Regions from separate parts of the Sus scrofa genome. Here region 1 is linked to region 2. Evidence: chromatin contacts called from public Hi-C data. All regions are on one chromosome and are shown on one strand. The core of a region is the stretch at or near the end of the contact, and the rest is flanking DNA. Distances in the headings are between cores, read along the strand shown. Region 1 holds the start of RAB18 (ras-related protein Rab-18). Region 2 holds the start of C10H9orf72 (protein C9orf72 homolog).

Region 1 (5,675 bases), core at 1,287-3,786, 580 kb after region 2:
GGACTTGTGATAATAAACACCTGGAAGGGGAGTGAGCCGCATGTGAAAGGTGGCATGGCAGGACTAGGTTTGCCTTTTAGGAACAGCTCTTTGGCTGAGGTGTAGGGAAGAGCCTGAGGGGAGAGAAAAATGGAGAATGGAGGCAGGAAGGCCAGCAGATAAGGTAAGTGATCCAGCAAAAGAATGATGGTGATGACCTGATGTGGGCAGTGGTGGAAGTGGTGAAGAAGGTGGATGCATTTCAGGGATGTTAAGGAGTAGAACTGTTTGGCTGTAGGTGGTGAGGCTGGGGAAGTTGAGTGGGTGTGAATGCCATTCCTTAAAAATGAAATTGGGAGAAAAAGCTAGAATAGAGGGGAAGACAATGGGTTCAGTGTGATTCATGTTGAGCTTGGTTTTCTGCATCTGGGCACACCCACGTGGAGATATCTTAGCAGGTGGGTACCTTGGCCTCAACCTCAGGAGAGAAATCTCAATCAGAGACGTAACTCTGGGATTACTCAACATTAGTGGGATGTGGAAACCATGAAAATGTAAGAAGATGATGTGTGTGCAGTGTATAGAGTAAGACGATAAAACTAGGACAAAATTCAAGAAACACAAATGTTTAAAAATGAGCAAGAGGATTGCACAAAAAACTGAGACATAGCCAAGAGGTAGGAGGAAATCCAAAAGGATATGGTGTTGCCAAAGTAGGTCAACAGTGTTACTAGCAGCATCAATAACTCCAGGCTTGGTATTTAAACTTTTTTATCTTGGTATGAATAGTATTATGCAACAGTTCTCAAATGTTTGGGTTGTACATATTAATATAAACTCTTACAAATGATTGAGGACTTGAAAGAGCTGATTATGTGGCTATGACTATTCATATTTACTCTATCAGAAATTAGAACTGAGGAATTTTAAACATGTATTACTCCATTACAAAAATAATAAACCTATTACCGCTTAAGACAAATGTTTATGAAAATAACTATTTTACAACAAAAAATATTGAAAAAGTGGTCATATTTTACATTTTTGCAAATATCTTTAATGTCTGGCTTTATAGAAAGTAGCTGAATTCTCAAATTTGGTTCTGCCTTCAATCTCTTTTACTATCACACATTACGTAGCCTCTGCAGAAATGCCACTGTTGTATTAAAGAACAATAGTGAAAAAAGTAAACAATATCTTGAATCATTATGAACATACTTTGATCTTGTGTACTTCCCTGAAGGGGATCTCCAGGGACTTGGGGACAACACTTGCAGAATCACTGCCCTAGAGCAGAAGAGCTTGACTATATTGTGAGTCTCACTAATAAGGTCTTGATGCCACAGCCAAAGTAGGCTGGATAGACTTGATTGAGGTTCAAGGGCTATTTTAAGAGAGGTTGAGGTTGTCCAATTGACATCACCTTCCAAAGTTAGAAATGGACTCCAGAATGTTCATTCAATTAATTCATTCAACAAATATTTACTTGGCGCATATTAGATGCCAGAAACTACTCTAGACACAGAAGGCATAACAAAGCAGAAAAAAGATCCTTGTCTTCATAAAGCTTCCCTTTTCCTTGGGGAAGACTAGCCAGTGGAAAGATAAACTAGTAAAATATATATTGGAGGACAGTAAGTGATATGTAGAAAAACAATGCAAAGAGGTATAGGGAATGTGGGAAGGATTTGCAAATTTTGAATTTTGTACATGGACGGCCTCATTAAAAAGGCAACATTCAAGCAAAGACCTGAAGGAGGTGAAGGAGCCATTGAATATCTGATGAAAGAGCTTTTCCAGGGATTTAACAAACATTAATTTATTTTAAATTTTATTCATATATATTCTTTAATACACACCTATTGTACCTGGCACTAGCTGCAAGTATAATTAGATACAAAAAAGTGTTTATTTAGTGTCTATCGTGTACCAGGCACTTTACTAGTTACCATACATGAGGTTTGATGCCTTCACTAAGATTTATAACTTAAGACAAAGCATGTACTCACAATTCCTGCAGCTGGAGTGTAGTAGTTCTTATGAGTAATAGATGATTTGAAGTTGCACCACCAGAGGGTCTGCATGTACTTGATCTACCTGAGGTTTATGTCTCTCTTTGAAGATGAATTGAGGTGCGAAAGGTCCTCATCAATCTAACAGACGGTAAGCCAGGAAGTTAATACCCGATCACACCTTTTATAAAACACTTCAGTTTACAAAGAGCCATCGCAATCCTTTAATCTTCCCCACAATCCTAAGAAGCTGGAATTATTTTAAGTATTATTCTAAGTATTATTGCCGCTGACTAGGAAACAGGCTCAAAGTCTACATAACATAAAGCGTTATACCTAAAATTAAGGCAATCTGCCTTCAAGCACAAACAATGCAGCTGTTGGGACCAGCTGCTGAAATAAAAGAGCACTAATCGACCCTGACCTAACTCAGTTCTTTCCTAGGTACCCAAGCCACAGGTTGAGGGTCAAGCTATGGCTGAGGAGGCGCAAGAGCCTGCAAGGTAGGTGAAATCACATCCGGCTCTCTCCTTCTGCGCTTGCGCAAGTGAGGGCTTACCTTCCGGAAAGACGCCTGGGACTCTGGGTTTGCGCAGACGCAGAGCTACGTCCAGGCGGATCTGGGGCGTCCCGGGCTCCTGCAACCTAAACACCCGGTGTGAAAGGAAGGAGGCAGCGGCGGGGCTGGGCGCTGCGCATGCGCGGGCAGCTCCCCCACGAAGGGTTGAGAGAGTCGGACCGGCGCGGCCAGGCGGGCGCGGAGCGGGGTCAGGATGGACGAGGACGTGCTGACTACGCTGAAGATCCTCATCATCGGCGAGAGTGGCGTGGGCAAGTCCAGGTGAGGCGGGTCTGCGGCCGTGGCAAGGGCGGCGGGGCTCTTTCTGCTTGGGTCGTCGCTGTCTGCTGGGCCGCGGCGGGAACGGTAAACGGCGCCGACCGGGCGTTGGTCGGGCTGGGCGGCCTGGCCTCGCGCCTGCGGCCCTGCTCCCCGCACCCCCGCGCCCGCCGGGTCCGCGGCCTCCGCCGGGCCGGCTTCTGTCGCTTCTCTTCCTGTGCACCCAGAGGAAAGCATTTCGGACGGCGCCACTCGGCCGGCGGGTTTGCTGCCGAGGCGCCCAGGGCGTGGCGGGCGGGTGTGGGCCCGAGTCCGGCCGAGGCCGAGGCCTCGCTCGGCCCGTCCGGGCTCAGGCTGCCTGTCACCGCGCGAGTGGAGAGTTGTCACTAAACCACGGAGAGATTTCTGTCGGGCTTTCTCTGAATACGTAGTGTTCTACACAGGAAGTTTCGTGACGCCGTAGGTGACATTCCGCGGCCGCTTTTTTTTTTTTTTTTTTTTTGTTAAATGAGTCAGCTGTGAAAGAACTCATGTCTTCTGACTACTTGAGTAATTCACTTTCGGCTAAGATGCTAGAGCGTAAACTGTGGGCCACTTCTAAACATCGAGTGTTCTTGTTACTTCTCCTTCTGCCACATCATATAGAGATAAAACAACACAAGACTATGTGTGTTTTCTTTCTCGGCCCTTTCTTGGGGGAAAGTAATGTTGGCTATAGTTAGAGTTGAGTATAAGAAGCCCCTGGAGATCTGGAGCCTCGTGGGTGTTGCAGGAGAGGTTGTGATATCACCCTGGTCTTAGAACAGTTCTCCAGGTGAAGTTAAAATCCTTGCCATCTGATAAAAGAGTAAGTTGTGTTGTAGGCGGCTTTGATCTTTAAATAATATTCAAATTCCAGAAGCTGTAAGCAATTTCGTATTTTAGCTGTACTTGCTGATAAACAGCTTTCAGACCACTTCGTAAAGTCTTACTTTTTTAGATATTTGAAGATTTGAAATCTTTTCTGTAATATGTTCTGAACTTCATAAACTTTTAAAACATGGCAGTACATTTTCATGGTTTTCCTCATTTAATGTACACAATATTAAGAGTGAGGGATTTGTACATAGCAAAGAATATGAAACACCATGGGTTAACAAAATAGTATGATTTCTGCATGTCTGTGTGTATTAAAGGGCTGAATAAAATCATTTTCATAACCTCTGTGTATTGTGTTTGAGGGTTTAAAAAGTTAGGTAAAGGTTAACTGGAGGTGCCGTGTTTACATAATTCAAGTTCTCCCTCTAGAGTAAGATCTGTTAAGTGGATTTATTGGTTTCCATGGTTCCCTCCCCCCAAAAAAACGTACTTGGATCTAATCTGCTCCAAACTTTTTCTCAAAACTTGGTGGAGACTAATTATGACAAAATTTTAACACCATTACCTCTTTGAAGAAAGGGTTGCATTTAGGGAGAAAGTTGGCTCATTTTTCTAGGTGGATATATATTATTGGTGTATGTGATAGGCTGTGGAAAAACAACATTAACCACTTACCTTTTTGGATAAGGTGAAAATAAATGACTTTAGAAGCCTGTGCTTTTTAAGGCGAGTTAGTACAAAAACGAAAACATTTGTTACGGATATAATCTTACAGGGTTGATCTAACCTATTGTTTCTATTTTCCTTCTTTCTTTTCTTTTTCTTTCTTTCTTTCTTTCTTTCTTTCTTTCTTTCTTTCTTTCTTTCTCTCTCTCTCTCTCTCTCTCTCTCTCTCTCTCTCTCTCTCTCTCTCTTTCTCTCTTTCTCCCTCTCTTTTTTTAGGGTCACACCACAGCATATGGAAGTTCCCAGGCTAGGGTCCACTTGGAGCTACAGCTGCTGGCCTCCGCCACAGCCATAGCAGCATAGGATCAGAGCCAAGTCTGGGACCTACACCACAGCTCACAGCAATGCCAGATCCTTAACCCACTGAGTGAGGCCAGGGATGGAACCCTAATCCTTATGGATACTAGTTGGGTTTGTTAACTGCTGGGCCACTAAGAGAACTCCTGTTTCTTTTTCCTTTTTGATCTAGACTTAGTGGAGGTGAGATATTACTTGTGTTGAAAAATCATTGCACAGCAAAGAATGTCCTAACTCATTCAAGTTAGTGGGTTATTTTTCAAGTTTATTTTGTACTTGGAGTATAACAAGCATGTGTGAGAACAGCCAGGAGATAAGAATTATGAAACTTGTTGCCGCTACTTGTGTGACCTTGTGTGTGACACTGGAATTCTCTAGGCCTTCATTTCTTTATTTGAAAAGTGAGGTTGAAGAAGAAATCTCTCAGCCCCTATCTAGTTTTAAATTTATAAGATTGTTTCTTTGAATCTAGACGAGTAAAGAAGTAGCATGGTGTTTCAGAAACTGGAAGGGGTTATAGAGACTTTCTGCTACCTAAATTGCTGTCCCTCCTGTGCCCCTTATATCCCCATCCTTTCGGCCAGTTTCATTTGTAAATTAAGAAATAAAGATTCATCATAATGACACTGATGAGTTATAAATTTGGTCTCCAAGTGGAATGGTGGTAGTTACTCCCTCCATCTATTGCTCTGCATAGAGAATATTTTGCTGTTTTAACTTTGAAAATATGAAAACTTAAACATATGTCCATTAGAGCATGGTTCTTGGTCATTTTCAGGTTGTGGATTCCTTTCAAAATCTAATAGAGAAATAGACTCCCTGCCTGGAAAAATGCATACGTAGAATTTAGACTAGATTTCCAGCTAACAGTGCACCACTGGCTAAGATCTGCTGCCTAATACCCAGGGCCTGTGTTAAAATTTGTTCCTTTCCGCCAGACCAATTCCCTTGCCTTTCCTGACAAA
Region 2 (5,762 bases), core at 820-3,319:
AGAGGTATGTATGGCCCAAACTCTTGTAACTCTAACCAAAGGCAGAGACAATACTTACACCAACTCTGATGCCAGAGCCCAAGTTCTTAACCTTGTGCCTCATGGCTCCCCTAGTTACAAGCCTTTTTGTATAATTGTTCATTAATTACACGTGGATAGAGTGAATGGTTCTAAATAGGGTCTTAGGAATATTGTGGTTGGAAATGGGGGACAAGGGCTCTTGCTTGAAGATCTATTTCAATACCGACATTTTCACTTTAACAGTGCAGTTATTTGGGTGGTTTATTTGGGCTGGTAAACAGATTTGAAGGGTTAAAGGTTAAAAGCACTCCCAAGCCATCCTTTGGTGCTGCTCACATGGATCACATCACGGCATACTTAACATCATTTTCTCTTTGGTGTCCTGAAGAAGTGATGTCTGCTAGGATATTTGTCTCCCTATTTTATACTTTGGAGCATGCAAATACTATGAACCAGAGTACTAAGTCATAATTACTTTTTCCTTCTGACCAGATTATTTTTTGGCTCTGATCCATTGAAAACCATGCAAGCTACTGCTACACAATGCCTAAATAATTGTTCAATTAGATGTGAGGTGGCTGGCGGGGGAGGGGGGGATTCATAGTCTCTAGCTACAAATCATCATACATACAGAGCTACTTTCATTATGTATCTTATCTGCCATGTCATGCAGAATCCAGGACTTGGTGTTTGATTATTTCTCTCTTCGGAAGCATAGTTGTTCTAGGGTTGATATGTGGCATAAAACCAGAAACTTGATGGAGACAAGGGAAACTATTTTGCATCTGGGCAGAATTTTGAAGCAGGAAAAACTGTCATAGCTACCGTGTTCCTCTCTCAGACACTTAATCTGAGTCCTAATCTTACTCTAAACTGGAAGGGTGAATACTTCCCCCCATAGCAGTTATCTGAGAAAGGCTATCATCAATTCAATACCAGCCTGATGTCCTCAGGCCTCGGTGGGCTCTGGAATTGCACAAAACTGGCCTGAATCAGCTAGCTAGGTGACCTTGGGTAAATAAGCTCTCTGAATCCCAGCCACATCCTCTGTAAAACAGGGATAACATTATCTATATGGTAGATATGTTAGGAGGATTAAGCATAATTCTGTGTGTAGGCAGGGAAGCACAATACCAAAGATACAGTAGGACTAGGTAAATGGTAGATTTTTAGTGTTGATATAAGCATAGAGCATAAGCAAGGGGTCTATTTCTGCAGCACCTATAGGTTTAAGGGAGTCATTTTGCGTATTTCTTCCTCTGAATGATAAATAAGTGCTGTAAGATTTTTAAAGATGAAAAGTATTAACTGTCATTTATCTGCAGCAAATAAGCTGAATATATATACTTGCAGACCAAAACGATGATTTAACTTGAATTTTTAAAAAATCTTACAGCACATCACAGGACAATAAAGTCAATTTCCAAAGGCTAAAAAAGCCCAACTAAGCAACAACCAAAAAAAACCCTCAAAGAATAGAAAAGCCCAACTCATCCACATTGTGCAACCAGCAAACAGGACATTTAAAAATGTGAAAATCACGCCTGAAAAAATGCTTACATTTAAAGACAAAATTGTGGTGAGCATGTATTGTGGGAAAGGAAATTACCTAAAAAGACTTGGGATGAAGTTAGTGTACTGAAATTGTGTCATACGCAAAAAGAAATTCACCCATTCATCAAATATTTGTTGAGCGCCCACCACCGGCCAAGTACAAACAAAAACAATCACAAATATCAGCTCTGCTTTGCGGTCTCGGTCTCGTGGCACTGCAGCCCGCAGGTTAAAATCCTTAGGCCAGGTCTACGCAGCGCGTCTTTAGGCAAAGAGGAAGAACAAATCGGCCCCGCCCCCGCCTTGCAGGCCTTGTGCGTTTACGTAATCGCAATTCGATAACGCCAAGACGTACCTACGGTGTCCCACGAGGAAATGATTATGCAGCAACAGCGACTTGTTCCGCCCGGGGAAAAGATGGCGCTTGACGCGTCAGCCACCCTTGCTGCCTCGTTCCTTCCTCACGGGGGCGGGGCCTATAGAGAGCAGGGGGGTGTGTTTAGGAGGTGTGTGGTTTTGTTTTTTCCCGCCCTTTCTCTCCTCCCTTTGCTCTCACATTATTCGCTGGAGTGAACGAGGAAAGACGGGCTACGGGATACAATTTAACCAGAAGGGCACAAGGTGGGAAGAGACCACGACGTAAAGCAGGTTCGGGTTCGCGACGCGCGAGGGGGCCGGGCATGGGGGCGTGGCCAGGGCCGCGGGGGCGGGGCTGCGGTTGCGGTCCCTATGCCTGCGGCGTCGGCAGCAGCAGCCGAGGCGCGGGCGAAGGCGAGTGGGTGAGTGAGAAGCTGGTGTGTAGGAGGTTGTTTTGGGTCGGGACGCTGGGACCGCGCAGGGGCGGCGGCGAAGGCTCTACCCAAGGCTCGGCTTGTCTAGTCCTCTCTTTGCTCTTCTTTTCCTTGATCGAAAGCCGCCCGCGGCTTTTCCAGCCCGGCGACTAGTGGAGTTACTTCCATCTGGGCCCGGGGCTTTCCGGCAGCAGCCGCGCAGAGGCAGGGCTGGCTGGGTTTTGAGCCCCTTTCCCGCTTTCCCGCCGGTAGTCCCGGATCCGGCTCTTTCCCCGGGGACCCGGCGTGAGAACCGGAGGGATGCTTCGGAATCCCCTGTGCCGCCGGCTCGAGGGAATGGAGCCTCGGGCACCGAGAGGCCTGTCCCCGGGAAGGCCAGAGGGCTGGGGGCGCCTGGCTGTTACGAACCAAGTTAGGGTCCGAGGGAGGGTTAATTGGGGTGAGGTGAGGTGGGGTAATACTACAGAATTTGACCTTTCTGAGGATTGTTGATGTCTTATAAATCTGGACAGCAGTTTTAGACTGGGTTTTGTTCCCGTTCTTACTTCACTTCTCTGAGGTTGCACAGACTTAAAGGAAGTGACCATTATGACTTGGACATCACTTGACTGATGGTATCGGTTGCAGAAAGAAGTGCACTGATTACACATCTGCTGTGTCTACACACGATCTGGCTCCTGTGAATTCCACCAGGCTTCTGTATTCAGGAGTCAGGGGAGTAATGCACTTGCCCAAGAGAGATGGCTTTTTCACAAACAATAGAGATCGTTAGGATCTAGTAAAAACAATCCGGTTGTGGCCAGTGGATAAATTCCCCTTCAAACTGTTCTCAGCGCTCTTATGATGCAAAGCAAGGGGAAACAATGTGGTCTGGCACTTTTAATTTATACAAAGAGACTGGAAAAATACTATTAGATAGCAATCTCAGACTTTAGAAGACTTTTAAGGTGAGGTAATGGGAACCTCACAGAAGCTAAAATGTATACATGGGGAATTAATAGTATGAAGTCAGAATGCTTAATATGTGATGATGTTATGTGACACAAATACTGTTGCCAGGACCTTGGCAGTCTAGGAAAGCCCTGAATCAGTTGGAAACTACCTCGTAATGACTGTACTCTACACCTATGAAACAAAAACAAGAGAAATGATAGACCACATTGCAGATTGTGCATGAAGCCAGCACTAACATGCTCCCAGAAACAACTACATAGGAACTAAAGTTTGGGTTCTTTTTGTCCCTTATCAAGTTGATGAAATAGTCTCTCTATTTGACTGTTAGCAGTCCAAAACAGCTTTCAGAGAAGTAAAAAAAAGGAAGGCAGCTCTTATCTTTCAAGCCTGCCCCCGGCTCTGTTTTAATTAAGCAGTTTTCTAAGTTTCCATTTAATTAAGTAGTTTTCTAGTTTCTAAGTTTCTACTCTAAGTTTAAGAAAAAGCAAAACTTTAAACAGTTTTAACATATGAGGGAGTTCCCTTGTGGTGCAAGGATCCAGCTAAGGATTTGGCATTGTCACTGCTGTGGCTCAGGTTTGATCTCTGGCCCAGGAACTTCCACATGCTGCAGGTGAAGACAAAAAAAACAACAACAACAAAAAAAACCATAATTAATATAATCTTTATGCCTGCATATATTGGATTATTTTCAGAAAGTATATTGGGGTACATCCTCATGAACCCTATTCTTTGTTTACAGGAGTGTGGCAAGCCACTGTGTCACCCAATTTGGATCCTGACTTTCCTCAAAGACTCTTAGGGCTTTTGCTTGATAACCCTTGATGTAGAGCCAGCACCACATGTAAATAAGATATATAGGTAAAAGACTGTTGTTTTGGGGGTTTTTTTGTTTGGAGTTTTTTTGTTTTTTTGGGGTTTTTTTTTTTGCTTTTTAGGGGTGCACCTGAGGCATACGGAAGTTCCCAGGCTAGGGGTCAGATTGGAGCTACAGCTGCTGGCCTGTACCACAGCCACAGCAAATTAGGATCCAAGCTGAGTTTGCAACCTACACCACAGCTCTCAGCAATGCCAGGTGTCCATCTAGGGATCAAACCCACATCCTCATGGATACTAGTCGGATTAGTTTCTGCTGAGCCACAACAGAAACTCCCAAAGACTCTTGGTTTTGAACTGATTTTTTTTGTTTTGTTTTGTCTTTTTGCTATTTCTTTGGGCCGCTTCCTCGGCATACAGAGGTTCCCAGGCTAGGGGTCCAGTTGGAGCTGTAGCCGCTGGGCTACGCCAGAGCCACAGCAACTCGGGATCCGTGCCACGTCTGCAACCTACACCACAGCTCAGGGCAACGCCAGATCCTTAACCCACTGAGCAAGGGCAGGTACCGAACCCGCAACCTCATGGTTCCTAGTCGGATTCGTTAACCACTGTGCCACAACGGGAACTCCCTGATTTTTTTTTTTTTTTAAACGTGCATATGTATGGATTTTCTTTACCAAAGATGGTGACTTGAAGTGTTAGTAAACTCATTTTACTACTCTCCTAACTATTTCTCTGTACTTTCATTTCTCAAGTTATTTCTTTTGGCAAGATTTAAAGCTTAACATTTCAACATAATCCTCATTCCTTATTTTCTTTTTAGTGATACTGGCAGTGAGAGTGACTGGTAACTAGTGGTCTGTAATAATTGAATTTTCACAATCAGGTAAAAAGTTTTCCCATAACCCAACCAGATTTTGCTCCAGTGCTCAATTCCTTTTAAGGAAGTGTTTTTATTTTCAATGTAATGATGAAATTTTTTGCTTTTTAGGGCTTCATAGGCGGCATCTAGAAGTTCCCAGGCTAGATGTGGAATCGGAGCTACAGCCGCAGGCCTACACCACATCTCACAGCAATGCCAGATCCTTAACCCACTGAGCAAGGCCATGGATTGAGCCCATGTACTCATGGATTCTAGTTGGGCTTGTTACCACTGAGCCATAGCAGGAGCTCCTAATGATGAAACATTTGGGTTGCAGTATTTATTGCTTTTATGATTATTCACCACTTTTATCCAAAAAGGAAGAACAAAAGAAGAGTATGTTACAATGTAATTGTGTGGCCTTTTTTTACTAAATTCATCAACTTGGCCTCCAATTTACTGTTATTAATTATCATAGTATCATTACAGTTTCAATTCATATTCCTCTCTTCTGTCATTGTGAACTGGCTAAATTGTATCTGTAACAGTGGATATTTTAAACAAGCTATGCAGCTTATACCCAGTATAGTGTCTTGAGTCTATTAAATTGATATAACACATTTAAAAATAGGAGTTGCCATCATGGCTCAGTGGAAACGAATCTGACTAGCATCCATGAGGATGCAGGTTTGAGCCCTGGCCTCGATCAGTGGGTTAAGGATCCTGGGTTGCCGTGAGCTGCGGTATAGATGTAGATGCAGCTC

What was found. Hi-C and Micro-C count contacts between places; a contact is called where the count stands out from the background.
Region 1: a contact with region 2 is called in a Hi-C map of liver, with 5 times the contacts expected there. The contact joins the promoter of RAB18 here to the promoter of C10H9orf72 in region 2. A contact is called at or near these places in 2 of 5 promoter capture datasets (fetal liver and liver), 2 of 47 Hi-C or Micro-C datasets (heart right ventricle and liver) and 1 of 2 datasets of contacts at active chromatin or transcription factors (alveolar macrophages).

Annotation. Positions count from the first base shown.
Region 1 is chr10:38,967,845-38,973,519 of Sscrofa11.1, forward strand. RAB18 (ras-related protein Rab-18) reads left to right here and starts at 2,537. Exons shown (of 7, transcript XM_021064710.1): 1 at 2,537-2,832. The coding sequence starts at 2,765. It overlaps LOC102165822 (a long non-coding RNA gene), which reads right to left and starts at 2,541. Exons shown (of 3, transcript XR_002336324.1): 1 at 1,989-2,541.
Region 2 is chr10:38,387,297-38,393,058 of Sscrofa11.1, forward strand. It overlaps C10H9orf72 (protein C9orf72 homolog), which reads left to right and starts at 2,070. Exons shown (of 11, transcript XM_013980198.2): 1 at 2,070-2,223.